5 separate regions of the Mus musculus genome follow, and all the other regions are linked to region 1. Evidence: chromatin contacts called from public ChIA-PET, HiChIP or PLAC-seq and promoter capture Hi-C data. All regions are on one chromosome and are shown on one strand. The core of a region is the stretch at or near the end of the contact, and the rest is flanking DNA. Distances in the headings are between cores, read along the strand shown. Region 1 holds the start of Selenon (selenoprotein N). Region 2 holds the start of Crybg2 (crystallin beta-gamma domain containing 2). Region 3 holds the start of Syf2 (SYF2 homolog, RNA splicing factor (S. cerevisiae)). Region 4 holds the start of Maco1 (macoilin 1). Region 5 holds the start of Pdik1l (PDLIM1 interacting kinase 1 like).

Region 1 (3,118 bases), core at 229-2,728:
ATCATTGGAGGCCACCATTTTTATGTGTGGCTAAAACCTGCTCAGTCATGTTCTGTTCTGGTATTATAAAGTGGATTCATGTGTGTGTGTGTGTGTGTGTATGTATGTATATGCATGTGAGTGTATATGTGTGTATGTATATATATATATGTGTGTATGTATATGTATGTATGTATGTATTGTATACATGTGTGTGTATGTATGTGAGTCTATGTGTGTGCATATTATGTGTGTATGTATGTGAGTCTATGTGTGTGCATATGTATGTGTGTATGTACGTGAGTCTATGTGGGTATGTGTATATGTGTGTATATGTGTATGTGTATATGTGTATATGTATATATGTGTGTATATGTGTGTGAGAGTATGTGTGTTGTGTATGTGTGTATATGTGTATGTGTGTATATATGTGTGGGTGAGTCTGTGTATATATTCATGTATGTATGTATGTATATGTGTGTATGTATGTGTGTACGTGTGTATATGTATGTGTATGAGTCTATGTGTGTATATGTGTGTATGTATATGTGAGTCTATGTGTGTATATGTATGTTTGTATGTATGAATGTATGTATGTATGTGTATATGTGTGTGTTTGAGTCTGTGTCCATATTCATGTATGTATGTATGTATGTGTATATGTGTGTGTTTGAGTCTATGTGCATATTCATGTATGTATGTATATATGTGTACGTGTGTGAGTCTATGTGTGTGTATGTATGTGTGTACTATGTGTGTGTGTATGCGTATTATGCCAATGTCAGGTCTCTTCCTCTATCACTCTCCAACTTATTTTTTGAGACAGGGTCTCTCACCTGTTTGGCTAGACTAACTGGCCAACAAGTCCCAAGGGTTTTTCTGCTCAACCTTCCTATTAAATAATGTGTGGGCACATCTGGCTTTTTAGCACGGGTGCTAGGGATCAGCTTCTGCAACAACCCGCTGTGTCCTCTCCCCAGTTCCCAGGAGTTCTTTTGAGTCCTAACCATATTTTAGATCATAATTTCAACAGCACTCTTTCACTATGGCACACACATTTTGCAGAACTAACTGAACTTTGGATGGAAGGGAGGGAGAAAGGGAAAGAGCCTGTGTGTGCAGGGATGAGGGTGATCATAGCCTGTGTGTGCAGGGATGAGGGTGATCATAGCCTGTGTGTGTGCGCAGGGATGAGGGTGATTATACTTGGAGGCTCAGAAGACAGGAGGAGCATCACAAGTTCAGGGTCAGCTTGGACAACACAGCGAGTTTCAGGCTTGCCTGAGCTACAGAGTGAAAGGATGTCTAAAAGAATTTATTTATTTATTTATTATTTTATTTATTTTGGAAGCGGCGAGGTAGAGGGCCTATGGACCGGCTGAGCAGGCGCTGTGCCCTCGGGACCTCCCTCTTTCCCCGGCAGTGATGGGCCGGCAGTCCACCCTGCTGACGCCCTCCCTCCCAGCTCCGCCCCGCCCCGCGCCGCCCGCCCCGCGCCGTGCGATCCCCTTCCCTGCAGCCGCCGGGATCCCCGGAGCCGCCGCCATGGGCCAGGCCAGGCCCGCAGCGCGCCGCCCGCACAGCCCGGACCCCGGCGCTCAGCCCGCGCCTCCACGCCGCCGCGCCCGCGCCCTGGCGCTGCTCGGAGCCCTGCTGGCGGCCGCCGCCGCTGTCGCCGCTGCCCGGGCCTGCGCGCTCCTCGCCGACGCCCAGGCGGCCGCGCGGCAGGTCGGAGGGGACAGGAGGGGGACAGTGGCTGCAGAAAGAGGCGCAGAGCAAAGCTCTACCCCGCACCAGGGAAGGGGGGAAGTGGGGAGGCCGGAGGGGACAATGGCCAGGACAGGGTAAAAAGTAGGACCGGGCCTTTGGGAGAGGAGGGAGGGAACTCGGAGTAGACAATGGATGAAGACGTGGAGTGAAGCTGGGACCAGACGCGACTGAAAAGGGGACAAGGAACTCTGGGACTGTTGGGAAGTGACATTTGAGCAAATGGGCTGGCAAGTGTGGAGGGGACTCTGGAAAAGAATGGCAGGAGCCACTGTAGCAGGAAGCAGCTCCCTGCTTCAGGGACTGGGATGGAGAGTTTGGGGCCCATGGTGATGCTTAGCTCAGCTCCTTCCTTCCCAGCAGGAATCGGCATTAAAGGTCCTGGGGACAGATGGCCTCTTTCTCTTTTCCTCGCTGGACACTGACCAGGATATGTACATCAGTCCGGAGGAATTCAAACCCATTGCGGAGAAACTGACAGGTACCAGAGAGGCTGGGCACTCAGGGAAACCTAAAAGGAATTGGGCCCGGGCCCCGAGCCCACACCCCCTCACCACTTTCGGGCTGGTGGGTACCTGAGTTGCCGTAGCACCCAATCCCATTTCAATGGTGACAGTAGCATTCCTCCGGCCACCTGCCAGGCCACATCCTCAAATTGAAGCCTTGAAAGAGGATGCAGCCTTTACACCTGTCCCACGCCTGGGGCCGTGGCTGCTGTCAGGCTAAGCTGTATTTGAAGCGATGAAGATGCAGGCAGATTGACCCTCTTGCCAGGCTAGAAGACGACAGAGCCAGGTTAGACCTGACCTGACTCACAGGGTTAAGGATTTCAGAGACTGTGTGTGCAATGGCCAATATGCAGACAGTCACAAACAGGAAGGAGTCACAGCTGCTGGCACTGCTCTAAAGCCTAGGTTGTATAATTCCTAGTCGCCAGCCAGTGCTGCCCAGGTGCGGATTTCCTTACGATAAATGGGAGGAGGATAATCGGAGTCTCGAATGAATGAATTATAAAGTGCTTGTCCCTCCCGTCCAGGCTGTGTGTCAGTGCACTTGTGAGCTCTGTGCTCATGTACGGTGTGCCTATGACAGAGGACAGCCTCGAGGGTCAGTGCCCAGGTGCCTTCCACTGTTTGTTTGAGGCAGAGTCTCTCCTTAGCCTGGAACTCTTCCACGGATGCCAGGCTGGTGGCCAGCAAGCGGCCAGTGATCCTTTTGCTCCCCTGTCCTGGTGCTGGGGTGACAGGTTTATCTCTGATCCTGCCTGGCTTTTTACATGGCCTCTAGGGGTCTGATCTCATGCTTGTGAGGCTAGTGCTTTATCAAGGGAGCCATCTTCCTTATTGAGACTGAACACAGAGCTTATGCTATG
Region 2 (3,118 bases), core at 314-2,813, 480 kb after region 1:
TCAGGGAGAGTCTCATTTTGTAGTCCTGGCTGTCCTGGAGCTCACTATGTAGACCAGGCTGACTTCGAACTCACAAGAGATCTCTACCTGAATCTGCCTCCCAAGTACTGAGATTAAAGGCTTGCACCACCACGCCTGCCCCTCTTTTTGATGTTCTGAGATAGCATTTTGCTATGTAACTCTGGCTGGCCTGATAGCATTTATGTAGCCCACTGTGGGCTCCAACTCAAAACAAGTCTTCGTTCTCACCTTCCCAAGCAGAGGGCTGGGATTATATGCATATACTAGCATGGCTGACTGGGGTTCCCCCCAGGGTTTGCTCATTTGTTTGAGACAGGGCCTCATGTGGACCAGTGCGGCTTTGAACTCTCTGTTCCCAAAGAGGGTCTTGAACTTGTTTTTTTTTCTTAAGTTACATTTGGTGAGTGTGTGTGCCTGTATGTGTGTGCACATTCCTGCATGTGTGCATGTGTGTGCACATGTATGTGGATACTCGTGTGTGTGTGTGTGTGTCCCACGATGCACGTGAGGACAGCTTGTGGGTTGTCCCCTTCCACCATGTGGGTTGAGAAGACTGAGTAGTCAGGTTTGACTGCAGACAACCTTTGTCCACTCCCTAGCCGTGACCTTGAACTCTGATTCTCTAGCCTCTACTTCCTCTGAATGGTCAGATGATAGGCATGCCCAACCCTTCCTTTTCCCAGCTCTGGAATGTAACCTAGGGCTTCAGAGGTGCTAGGCAAACCCTCTACCAACTGGGGGACCTCTCAGCCCTGGGGTTCACTTCAGACCTTAAGGAGCAATCCTTGCTTATATCTCCAAGTATGACATAGCAAGGCTGTTTTCAGACCTAGGGACCCCAAAGACCCTGCTCACCTAGCCCCCAACAGCTATACCCAGAGTGAGACATAGGCCCACTGCCCTAATTCTCTCCCCACTCCCTACCTCCCTCCTTCCTAAGAAACTGGAAGAAACAGAACTTTGACCTGCCCTGTGGCCCAGCAGTGACTCAGGTTTTATAAGGGGGCATAGATGAAAGGGCCTGAGGCCCACAGATGTCTGACTCAACTCCAGGACCACTGCTGGTTGTTACCAGTGTCTGGGATAGAGTTTGTGGGGCCTCTGACAGCCTGTGAATAAGGATGGGGAGTCCTGGATGACCCCCAAGACTTCCTTAGCCAGGGTCAGTTGAGAGCAGACACACATGGACACCCTAGGCTCAAACTCAGCTCCTTACAACAGCCCGACCCTGCCACCCTCACTGAAGCTGTGTTCTCTCCCCTGGGATCCCCCACTTTGTCCCTTACTCAGCACCACATAAGTAGCCTCCTCCTCACAGAGTCCCCTGTCTTCATCCCCCCAGATCGCTCGTCATTGGCGGCAAGCGACAAAGCTTGAGCTCTAACCGATTTGTTCACTCATTCATTCATTCAGTGCTAATTATTTGGGGCCAAGTGCCAAGTCCTGGCCAGACTCACCCAAGGCTAGCTTTCTTAAGAAGCTGATATCCCAGGAGTCAGATGTTTGGAAGGTCCCATGGGCTTCAGCAAGGCCACAGGGAAACAGCTTGGGGGAAACTGAAGGAAGGCAGTCCGCACAGGGTTGTATTGATGACGTCCCAGCAATCAGCTCCATGCCATTCTAGGCCCAGCCCAACCCAGGGACAACACCCCCTGATGGCCATTCATTCCTTAAGCATGTGGTCATAGCTTCTGCTTGAATACTTCTAGGGACAGGGAGGTCACCTCCTGACAGTTCACATGTCCCATCCCTAGACAGTCAAGATGGCTAAGATGTTTTTCATGTGTGTTGGAATGTGCCTGCCTATAGCTCCCCACTTTTGCCTTTGTCTGGAGACACACCCCAGTAACCTAGCTACCACCCCTGCAAACACAAGGGCCTGTTCCAAGAGCCCTCTCTTCTCCACGTCTACAAGTGGATTTGCTAGCAAGGTGACCTGTGACCTCTAAGCAAGGTGTGTGGGTATGGGAAGGGAGAGGCTGAGGGGGGTGTGGGGGGAGCGTGGGAAAAAAATCTCAGCTAACCCAACAAGTCCTGGGATTCTCCCCGCTTACCTGTGAGTCACCCCCAAACTAGGCCAAACCAGTCCACAGGCCCACATGCTGCCAAACACATGGCGCATCAGACAGGCATTCACAGAGTCGAAGACCCACCACATCACACAGCACAGAAATACAGAGATACCCGCCTAGACAAACGCAGCCAGGAACACACAGCAACACACACACATGGTCACACACCAAGAGACACAAACACACAGGGGCTCTGTAGGCGTGCAAGCCACACGCTCCACTACAGAACACACAGGCACCACAGCACATGTATGCACGTATCTCCGGAACACACCCATTCAGCTCACAGCCAACAAACAAGCTCTCTCTGCTTTGCAATCCATCTGCCCTTGAATAGGAACCTGTACTTGGTGCACGCAGAGCTCACACATTCCCGCGTGCTACCCGGCTGTACTCTGCCCTTTTCCCCACATTAGTCAAACCTGCTTAAAGAACCCTCCAGCAGAGAGTGGGTCCAGAAGGACAGTGTCCCTGAGAGTCACCTCCTTCCTCTCTAGGGACCTCCTACATTCCAACTCCAGGCTGTATTCACCTAGACCCCAATCAACCAGAACCCCATGTCCCCCACCTCACCCTCCTGCCTGTTTCCCATCTGCTTCTAAAACCAGCTCACTTTCCACCCCCTCGTCCTTGTACAGACTGCCTTCCTATGCTGGGGTACCCTGGCAGCTCTCAGGGCCAGTTTGGATCACCCGTGTCCTCCTCCCTAGGCACAGAACTGGCACACCAACCCCTACCTGGACCTCCTTGCTTTGGCTTTGTTAAGGGTGCTTTTAGATCCATAGTATGTTCCACACAGCAACCACAAGTTACCCTGTGCTCTGCACAGGGCCAAAGAGACCTCTTTGCAAGGTGTGCAGCCTTAGGGGGTTTGGGGAGGTGGCTAGGGTGTAGACAGACCTGGGTTTGAATTCTGACTGGCTGGTTGGCTTTGGGCAAGTGACTTACTCTTGCGGAGCCTCAGTCTCCTGCTCTCGTTAGCTGGGGTTGATGGGAAGGTTAGCTCCTAGTCTGTGGATTAAAGA
Region 3 (3,118 bases), core at 307-2,806, 380 kb before region 1:
CATGCCTTAGCCTTGTGTGGAGCTCTGTGGACAACCCTGTGAAGACGGAAGTCAGTTCTCTCCCTCCTTCCACTTCTCCCTGAGTTTCAGGGGTCAAACTCAGGTGGCCAGGCTTGTACAAGGGCCTCTAACACTGAGTCATCTTGCCAGCCCAAGAAACACTTTATTCAAGACAGGGGCTGGACTGGGCACTTTAATCCCAGCACTTGGTAGTAGGCAGAGGCAGGAGGATTTCTGAGTTTGAGGCCAGCCTGGTCTGGTCTACAGAGTGAGTTCCAGGACAGCCAGGACTATACAGAGAAAAACCCTGTCTCAAAAAAAAAAGACAGGAGCTGGAGAGATAGCTCAGCAGGTAAGAGCACTGACTGCTCTTCCAAAGGTCCCAAGTTCAAATCCCAGCAACCATATGGTGGCTCACAACCACCTGTAATGGGATCTCACACTGTCTTCTAGTATGTCTGAAGACAGCTACAGAGTAATTTTTGTAATAAATAAATCTTTGGGCCGGAGAGAGCAGGGGTGACCAGAGCAAGCAGAGGTCCTAAATTCAATCCCCAAATACCACATAAAGGCTCACAACCATCTGTACAGCTACAGTGTACTCACATACATAAAATAAATAAATCTTTAAAAAAAAAAGAGATCAAGACAAAAACAAGTCAAGCAGGCTGAAAATCTTGGCAGGTGCTAGAAGGGAGACAGTAAGAAGATATAGCATGCCTTTTGAATTATAGTCCAAGAAAACAAGCAGGTTCAGAAAAAGGGTCAGATGACCAAGCAGTCACATAAAGAAGTGAGAGGGAGCTAGCTTCTGGGAAAGAATGCTAATGTTGAGAGTGACTCGCCAGCCATGCTTACGATTTGAGTAGACATCCAAACAAGAGATGGGAAATAAGTTATACTTTTTTGAGTCTGAACTCGGAGAAAAGGGAAAGTGTGTGCTCGCTGTTTTTAAGGTGAGAAAGGTCTGATTACTATTTCTAACCAATTATTTCCCTAGATGAAAAACGAAGAATCATGGAACAAGAGGAAAAACCTAAGGTACACCCGGTAATGTGGGTGTGGCCGGGTGGAGCAGGCGGGTGGGGCTTTTGACGTGTGTCAAAGCGATCTCAACCCGAGTCCAGACCCACCGGCGGGCGGAGATCTGGTCCCGGGGACGCCGGGTCCGGAGATCTGGTGCGTGGTGCGCCTTCCTCCTCCTGCTCCTCCAGCCCTACTGCCAGCCTGGCCCGCAGCCCCGCCACTCACCCGCTTCAGATGCAGCTCACGGAACTTGCGTAGTCTCTGCTCCCGCTTCTGCGCCGCCAGCTCCTCGGCCGCCAAGGGCCTGGCTTCCGCGCCATCCGCGGGGACCTGCGATCATAACCGGCTTCAGGCTCGGCGTCTGCCAGGGGCCACGGCCCAGGCCTGGGCCCGGCACCCTGGTCTCCCCGGGAGCCGCACCCGGATCCCACCCATGTCCTCAGCCCCGGCGTCTCCCGGACTGACACCTACGCGAAGCCGGTGATACTCACCACAACTTCAGTCACAGCCGCCATTACAGCCTTCTCTCTACTTCCGTCAACAACGCTGAGCACTTCCGGCGGCCTCTGGCCCGCGGCCCAGACTCAAGCCTTCCCGATGGCGTCAGTTTCTTCCGGCCTCTCACGCTCCTTTTAGTGGGAGGGACTGACGCGTGGTATGGCTATGCGCAGGCGCAAACGGGGCGGGGCGGGGGCGGGGCCCGGGAGGGACGACAAGGATGAGGAAGTGCTCCGAACCTGTCACCACATAGAATGGGACGCCTGGTTGGGGACTGCGTATCCTGTCACCAGCTCTAAAGAACCTTGTCTCTCTTGAATTTAATCCGCATTAAGTCCCTTCCATAGAGTAGATAATTTGCTGATGTTACTAACTGTAGAAGAGCAGGGCGGGCCCCATATCGTTCACTCTCACATTCCAGCACCAGAGCAACTACTAAGGTCACTAAGATAATTCGGGAATAAGACAGGGATATATGAAACGTGTACCTTTCAAAATCGACGACTAATTAATTTTAGAAATGAAAAAGCCATCCCACGTGTAAAAATAGCTGGGTACAAATCGGCTGTGGTGGCATTCTCCTAGCGTCTCAGCCGGTGGAGGCAGGAGAATATCAAGTATGAGGCTTGCCAAGGCTACACAGTGACTTCTAGGCTAGCCAGTGCTATAAGACATGGGATATCTAAAAGCTTAAGCACTGGCAAGAAAAAAATGTAAACTGTGGGCAATTCTCTTTTGAGTCCCCCTCCCCTGTAGGAAGCTACTTCTCAAGCTTAATAAAACTTGGCTTGCGCCTGGCAGTGGTGGCACACACCTTTAATCCCAGCACTTGGGAGGCAGAGGCAGGCGGATTTCTGAGTTCGAGGCCAGCCTGGTCTACAAAGTGAGTTTCAGGGCAGCCAGCCAGGGCTACACAGAGAAACCCTGTCTCGAAAAACCAAAAAAAAGAAAGAAAAAGAAAGGAAGGAAGGAAGGAAGAAAGAAAGGAAGGAAAAGAAAAGAAAAATCCTGTCTCTGGATTAAAAGAAATGAGTGAGTTACTTGGCTGGAAGAAGTGAGGCAGGTGAGTTGAGTCTAACTAGCACACAAAATCCCCACAAATCAAATGGAAGGCAATACATACCTCTAAATGAGGAAGTTACAGCCGGCCTATTTCTTTTTTTATGTATGGGGTTTTAGCCTGCATCCATATATGCACCACCTGCATGCCTGGTGCCGACGGAGGTCAGACTAGAGTTATGGTGGTCCTGAGCCACCATGTGGGTTCTGGGATGGAAACATCTTTCCACTACAGCCAGTGCTCTTACCTACTGAGCCATCTCTCCAGTCTGTGCATTTCAGTGTAGCAGCCAGGCTTTGAATCTACTGGGACTAGTTTCAGGCAGTTGATAAAATGTGTGCCAGGAACCAAACTCGGTGCCTCTTACAAGAGCAGCCCACACTCAACCACTGAGCCATCTCCATCCTGTGATTATCTTCTCATGTCAGAGATGTTTCATTTCTATAATTGCAATTTTATATGTAAACTAGCATATACTCAATATGCCTTGACAAATCTGTCACCACCTTCAGTTGCTGTCACTGTCGTCCTCTG
Region 4 (3,118 bases), core at 206-2,705, 300 kb before region 1:
CTAGGGCATTCTGCAACCTCTTAAAGAAATCTTTATAAAAGGTTGTAACAACACGTAAAACGAAGACTCTGATATGAAACCAAATGTCTACTATGTGCTCGATTCTATTTTATAGAAATAATAACAACTAAGCAAGAAAATTGTGTAAGACATACACTAAAATGCTTCTGCCAGTAGTCAGGAGCCACCAGTGATTTGCTTCCTATGGCTACTTTCCCACACTTCCCCGGTTTTGCTATTTATTTATTTATTTATTTATTTATTATTTGTTTGTTTATATAAATTGTTGGTACATGTTACAGCCTTGGCGGTCTTCACTTCGTAGACCAAGCTGGCCTCGAGCTCAGCGATCCACATGCCTCTGCAGTGCTGGGATCAAAGTGGTGCGCCACCAACAACGCCCGGTAGTCTTTGCCGCTTAAAAACCAAAACCAAACTTATTTAGGAACTGTGTTTGTGTGGGCGTGCGTGTGGGAGGTCAGGCGGCAACTTGTAGGAGTTCCTTCTATCCGCCCACCACGTGGATTCCCGGGTTCGAACTCGGTCCTCAGACTTGGCAGCAAACGCGTTTCCCCGCTGAGCATCTCACTTGTCTTTTTGCCGTTCCGCCCTCACCGGTAAGCTACAGAGCTAGTGGGCGGAAAGAGCAAACGACCGCCTCACGCAGCCTCTGAGGCCGGGGAGGAGCCCGCGGAACCCTCAGCCTGCGCAAACCTGCGGACGTGGAGCCCGGCCACGCCGCCGCACACGCCCCCGGCAGCCCCGCGCGGCGTCGCGCGCACCCGAGGGGCCGCCCCTCTCTGGTGACGCGAACCAGGGGCGGACCCGCACAGGCCCCGCCCCACCACCTCCGATTGGTCGGCGCGCTGTCACCACGTCGCGGGAAGCTGGCAGGGTGTGTGTGAGTGTGTGTGTATGTGTGTGTGGTTTGCTTTGTCATTCGTGGCCCGGCTGACGCGGCCGGTATGGCTGCGTGCTCGGCTGCCCGCAGAAGGGGCCGCGGCGGCGCTCCCGGGACGCCCTCTTACATAAGGACGCGGCTGACTGAAGCACATGTCAGCGCAAGGTCCCCACACGCAGCGCACCACGCCGTTCGGTTCTCACACGCCAGGCGGGAGCCCGCGGCGCCGCGCCACACGGTGTACGCCGACGTGGGCCTCCCCACGGCGAGACGCAGCCCAATAACCGCGAAGCGTACCTTCGCAACAAGGCATAATATAGGATGTTATATTTATAGGGCCTATTTATAAGCCTCTATTTAACTCTTTTCTGATAGGCCCGGCCACGCGTCTAGGCCTTATCCTGATTGGTGTGTCCTTCTGTCCTTCAAAAAGGCGGGCTTAAGGGTCCGTGTTGCCTCAGCGGGCACCGGGATTGGCCGTGCGCGGCGCGGCGGCGCCTTCGATTGGCTATGCGGGCCGTCCGTCGCGGCAAAGGAGGCGGGGCGGGCGGCTGGCTGGTGCGGGGCGGGCGGGCCCCGGAATTGTCATTTCTTTGTTTCCGAAGGCGGAGGAGGCTCGGCGCCCCCCTCCTGGCCCCCTCCCCCCCGGTGCTGGCTCCATGTCTGTGTGACCGGCCGCAGGGGTAGGATTCAGGCCCGACGCGGGGCGGGCGGGCGACGGCGGCTGAGGTGAGAGGCGGCGGCGGCGGCGCGGCTCGGGCACCGGCCCCCCAGCGGGAGGATGAAGCGGCGGAACGCCGACTGCAGTAAGCTCCGCCGCCCCCTGAAGCGGAACCGGATCACCGAGGGTATCTACGGCAGGTGAGCGGCGGTGCCGGGCGTGGGCCAGCGGGTCCCGGGCGCCGCTCGGAAGGGGCCCGGCCCCGTTATGTAACCCCCCGACTAGGCCGCATGCCCGCGCCGGGGGCTCTCCTGAGGCGCGCCGCCCGCGGAGCGCCGGGCCAGCCAGCCAGCCGAGGGTCCGCCCCGGGCCACGGGGTGTGGCGAGGGCCAGGCGGAGGGCGCGGCGGGCGCGGGCGGGAGCCACGGGGCCGCCGTTGGCGGTGGTGTGTCGGGGGGAGGGGCGGCACCCCCGCGGCCCGGAGCCCAGAAGCCCGGGGGTCCCCAGCAGGCTGTGCGCTCGGTCCCCTACCGAGCCCGGGTCACGCTGGGCTCGGGGGTTGGCTGCCCGAGGCTCGTGGACGCGTGCGGCCGGGCGAGCGAGCCGCCAAAGTTAGGAGCTGCCAGGGGCGCGGGACCCTCGGGCTCGGGGCGGGGCCACGCCGGCTACTCTTCTGCGCTCTGCTGCCTCACGGGGTCCCCACCTTGGCTCGGAGCGCCCAAGGCTGATACCCCCAGATCGTGCCGGTGACACCGCTCCAGACCGCGGCTTTTCTCAGTTCCTCAGCAAACATTCTGACAATTGCAAGCAGATATTTTGCAGGGATTCTCGCCCAACTCAGGTTTGGGGATTTTTTTTTTTTTTTTAAATCCTCTGTTCATGAAGGAAAGTGGTGTCCCTTTAAATAGAAATTGAATCCACTTCTCCTGGACAGAAGGACAACAGGTTCATGGGGCATTTCGGTGACTGTCACAGCTTCCCCAAGCCCAATTTGTGTGCGGAGGTTATTTTCTGGAAATGCCTATTTCCGAGGCGAAGTAATTAGTTTACGACAGAGAGTGCTCAGCATGCGGTTGAAGGCTTTACTTGAGTCCTCTTGGCGCCTTACGGTTTAGGTCTTGCTGTGAATCTTGGAGAAAAATACAGGCGGTAGCTGATGACATCCAAGTTGTAGCATAGCTGTACACCTTACACATGCGGTTGTTTACACGTGTGAAGTGGCTGCCCTCCACAGGCAGGTGACTTACCTAACCATGAAGGGGGATTCTTCAAGTTTAAAAGGAGTAAGAAGTCAAAATCCTAGGCTAGATGATACGTAAGGAGCCACGGATCGCATCCATTCATTCAACAAACGTGAATACTATTTGCTCAACAGTGTTGGAGTCAGTCAGGACACAGCTGTTAGCAAAACCGATGAACATGGTTGTTGAATCAGATGTGACAATAAGTAAAACTGAAAAAGCAAACCCAAAATTTTCTGGCAGATTGAATGGGTGGAGGCAAGCCTGCGTACTATAAATTCTTGAATGAAGGAAGGCTTTTTTCCTTAGCCATTG
Region 5 (3,118 bases), core at 166-2,665, 260 kb after region 1:
ACACTGGTAGCCGGCGTCTACTGAGCTTTCCTATTTCCCCCTACTTTCCAGGGCAGGAAGCAAGTCTTGACTGACTCAGTATTCCCAGAAAACGTGAGCACCAATAGGAGGATGGCCCTCAGGACAAACTCTGAATAGATTGCTGGGCTTTTATTAGGAGGGGCTGGAGGACGTTACACTAGGGTGCGAGTGGGTGTTCTAGGAAGACAACTTTTGGTCAATGTGGCAGGTGTTGGTTTCCTCGCCTATGAAAGCAGCAGGGTCAGTAGTAAGGTCTTTACTTTTGGAATATGGTTCAGATTATATAGAAAGTTGCCCAGACCCCAAATATTAGTTTCATAAGCAGATGACAAAGGATGATCCTGGAGGCACTGAGATGCTTAGGGGGCAATGAAGGCAGGATCAACCTTACTAACAAGCAGTAGGTACAGAATAATAAAGAAAAGAATGGGCGTTTCTGGCAGATGCTTACTCAATCTGTGTAACTAACGACGGGCCGGCCAGTTGGTCCTGGTTTCCAAGTGACTGTCACCCCGATCTCAGGGCAACTCAGGGTTATGACTGACAACTGCTGGGGGCATTTGAAAGGTTTTGTGCACGTATTTGAAGAACTCCGGGGGACTGCAGTCCTAGGAGACCTGTTTTGTGTCCGTACACCCGCCTAAAATGGGTCCCAACTCCGGTTCAGGCCAGCTAGGCTGCGCGCCGCAGCCAGGTAGGCCACACCCTCTCTCTCACCCAGCAGGACGCCCCGATCCTCAAGGCCGGGAACAATGAGGTTCCGGCTTCTTTAAGGGAGATACCACCGCGCCGGTGGGGCAGGGGACAGCATCCTCCCAGATGATCGCACCCAGGCCCGCGTCGCTGCCTGGGCCATTGTGCCACCCGCAAACACAGCTCGGTGCCTCGGAACGTAGGTGCAGCCAGCCTCCCAGCACTGGCCGCGCCTCCCCACGGACCCGCCGCCCAGTCCCGCCACCAGCGAGGAAGATGCACCGGGCATCCGGCCCCAGCGAACCGCGCGCTCCAGCCCGCCGCTCGGTAGGTCTGAAGAGGGCGGGCAGCGTAGCCCGCCACGGGGCACGAGCACCGCCGGCTCGGGCCAGCGGCCGCAGCTTCTCTGGGGTCCCGGGACGCGCCCCCCGCTGCGGCTGAGGGCGACCGTCCCCTGCCGCCACCCCTGCAGGGCAGCATTGGTCCGCTCTGCAGCGCGCACACCGCTGGAAACGCTCGGCTGTGCGCCGCGCCAGGGCAGCGACGGAGCGCAATGGCCAGAGCCCGCGGAGGAGAGGCGGGCGCTCGCCCGGCAGCAGGCGGCGCTCGGCTTGCGCACGCGCGCTACGGCAAGCCGGAGGGGGCGGGGCCCGGCGTGAGGGGGTGTGTCCGCGCACCACGGGGGCGCGCGCCGGCTTCTGACTGGAGGCCGCCGCGGCCGAGGGCGCGAGCTGCGCGATAATGGCGGCCTGCAGAGCTCATGAGAGGGAGAAGCGGCGGCGGCTGCCCTGAGGTAAACCTGGCCCTTCGCCGTGCCACGGATGCCCCGCAGTCAGAACCGGTCTCCCTGCATGTGTCTCTGTCCCCAGCAGGCCTGTCACGGACCTCTCAGTGGAGTCATCCCCGGGAAGGCCCGGTGCTGCGCCGGCCACCGGCCGGGGACTGCGGCCTCCGTTCCCGCCCGGGCCACTCCCGGAGTCCGGTCCCCTAGGCTGCAGCCGCCAGGAGTTGAAGCGACTGCGAGGCCCGCTCAGGGGCCACGGGAGGGTCCCTCGGGGTTTCCAGGGACGGCCGCCCGGAGTGAGCTTGCTGCTTGGCCAGTGAGCGCGCCTCGGCGACAGAGCGAGCACCGCTGGCCTTACTTGTCCCCGTCCCCGGCACCAGCAGGTGCATGTCCAAGCCGCCGGTGCCCAGCCCCGGAGGGAGAATGGCAGGCAGGCAGGCAGGAGGGTCCGGGACGTGCCATCGTAAGGCGCTCGGGTTCTCGAAGGATGCTTCAGCAGGGCGTCTCTCCAGCCAGGACCCCAAGGATTTGATAGACACCGTCCTTTCTTATGCAAGGAAGGCGTTCTTCCTTGGGGGGGGGGACCTCTGGCAAGTGGGAGAGGACAGGGGACCGCTGCAGAGAAAAGAGTCACTTGGAAGTGCCTAGTAACCGGGAATCAGCACAGAGCAGGACAGAATGGCCCGCCCGGTGACAGGAAACCTGACATTGGGGAATCCAGGAAGAAATTGAAGGGTAGGCGACCAATACAAGGAAGTAACTCAGGGCAAACCTCAGGAACAGTCATTTTCTTTTAAATCTGGCCAATGAACTTAAAGTAGTCGTTCCGGGAGTCTCCGGTTCCCGGGGCAGTCACTTTGTTTACCTGGTTGTGCAATGTAAATACAATCTTACTCTTCCTGGCCGGCGAAGACAGTGACAGTGAGTGAGGGAGCGTACTGCAGACTCTCCACTCAAAAGAACATTTCTCTGTGGGGCCTGTGCTCCAGCTTGCCTTTAAATGATTTCTCAAGGTACAGCGCCAAAGGACTTTGTCAGAGGATTCCCTGTGATGTATAGGATGCTCCCCCTTTGGCCAGAAAAGACCTAGAATTAAATAACTATGCTAAACAACGATAAAAAGGTAGTTGACTTACTTCATTTTGAGGGAACAGCTCTGCAAAAACTTTATTTGTGCCCATTTTGTAAGAAACAAATAACTAAGCATGCTGGTGCAGGTCTATAACCCTAGTTTTTGGAAGGTGGAAGCAGGAGATTAGGGTCATTCCCTGCTATATAGTAAATTCAGGGGTAGCCTGAGCTACCTGAGACACTGTTGCAAACAAAACATAAGTAAGTGATCTTGACCACTTTTGGTCCATAAACCAAAGTCAGGGGTTTGCATTTCTAAGTGTGAGGGATTTTTATGTTTCACTGCTTTTGTTTGTGTGTTTTCTTCTCAAGACAGGGTCTCTCTGTAGCCCTGGGTATCCTAGAACTCCCTCTGTAGATCAGGCTGGCCTTGAACTCAGAGATCCGCCTTCCTCTGCCTCCTACACGCTGAGATTAAAGGTGTGAGCCACCACCTCTTGATGAAATTTCAAATTTCGGGTATATATATATTTTTAACAATGGCATTTT

The links. Promoter capture Hi-C pulls out the DNA fragments that hold promoters and counts their contacts. ChIA-PET counts read pairs in DNA pulled down with a chosen protein or histone mark. HiChIP or PLAC-seq counts read pairs in DNA pulled down with a chosen protein or histone mark. Capture Hi-C pulls out chosen DNA fragments and counts their contacts.
Region 2: a contact with region 1 is called in a promoter capture Hi-C map of liver. The contact joins the promoter of Crybg2 here to the promoter of Selenon in region 1. A contact is called at or near these places in 2 of 39 promoter capture datasets (cranial neural crest and liver).
Region 3: an H3K27ac HiChIP or PLAC-seq map of microglia shows a contact between it and region 1, with 6 times the contacts expected there. The contact joins the promoter of Syf2 here to the promoter of Selenon in region 1. A contact is called at or near these places in 4 of 39 promoter capture datasets (3T3-L1-derived adipocytes, hippocampal neurons, pre-B cells and 1 more), 1 of 15 datasets of contacts at CTCF or cohesin (embryonic stem cells), 4 of 484 Hi-C or Micro-C datasets (adipose-derived mesenchymal stem cells, cortical neurons, embryonic stem cells and 1 more), 13 of 115 datasets of contacts at active chromatin or transcription factors (T-cell acute lymphoblastic leukemia, bone marrow-derived dendritic cells, bone marrow-derived macrophages and 10 more) and 3 of 9 other capture datasets (adipose tissue, embryonic stem cells and pancreatic islet).
Region 4: a contact with region 1 is called in a promoter capture Hi-C map of adipose tissue. The contact joins the promoter of Maco1 here to the promoter of Selenon in region 1. A contact is called at or near these places in 15 of 39 promoter capture datasets (the 3T3-L1 cell line, 3T3-L1-derived adipocytes, the C10 cell line and 9 more), 2 of 15 datasets of contacts at CTCF or cohesin (embryonic stem cells and pro-B cells), 3 of 484 Hi-C or Micro-C datasets (bone marrow-derived macrophages, brown adipocytes and natural killer cells), 15 of 115 datasets of contacts at active chromatin or transcription factors (the 230-238 cell line, SST interneurons, bone marrow-derived macrophages and 10 more) and 4 of 9 other capture datasets (adipose tissue, embryonic stem cells, macrophages and 1 more).
Region 5: a contact with region 1 is called in an RNA polymerase II ChIA-PET map of effector CD8 T cells, with 9 read pairs. The contact joins the promoter of Pdik1l here to the promoter of Selenon in region 1. A contact is called at or near these places in 1 of 115 datasets of contacts at active chromatin or transcription factors (effector CD8 T cells) and 1 of 9 other capture datasets (pancreatic islet).

Annotation. Positions count from the first base shown.
Region 1 is chr4:134,550,526-134,553,643 of GRCm38.p6, reverse strand. It overlaps Selenon (selenoprotein N), which reads left to right and starts at 1,478. Exons shown (of 12, transcript NM_029100.2): 1 at 1,478-1,707; 2 at 2,110-2,227. The coding sequence starts at 1,525.
Region 2 is chr4:134,066,897-134,070,014 of GRCm38.p6, reverse strand. Crybg2 (crystallin beta-gamma domain containing 2) reads right to left here and starts at 1,563. Exons shown (of 20, transcript NM_001162970.1): 1 at 1,479-1,563.
Region 3 is chr4:134,929,418-134,932,535 of GRCm38.p6, reverse strand. It overlaps Syf2 (SYF2 homolog, RNA splicing factor (S. cerevisiae)), which reads right to left and starts at 1,556. Exons shown (of 7, transcript NM_026780.3): 1 at 1,518-1,556; 2 at 1,252-1,356. The coding sequence starts at 1,541.
Region 4 is chr4:134,851,682-134,854,799 of GRCm38.p6, reverse strand. It overlaps Maco1 (macoilin 1), which reads left to right and starts at 1,455. Exons shown (of 11, transcript NM_025382.6): 1 at 1,455-1,762. The coding sequence starts at 1,683.
Region 5 is chr4:134,285,550-134,288,667 of GRCm38.p6, reverse strand. It overlaps Pdik1l (PDLIM1 interacting kinase 1 like), which reads left to right and starts at 1,415. Exons shown (of 3, transcript NM_001163794.1): 1 at 1,415-1,507.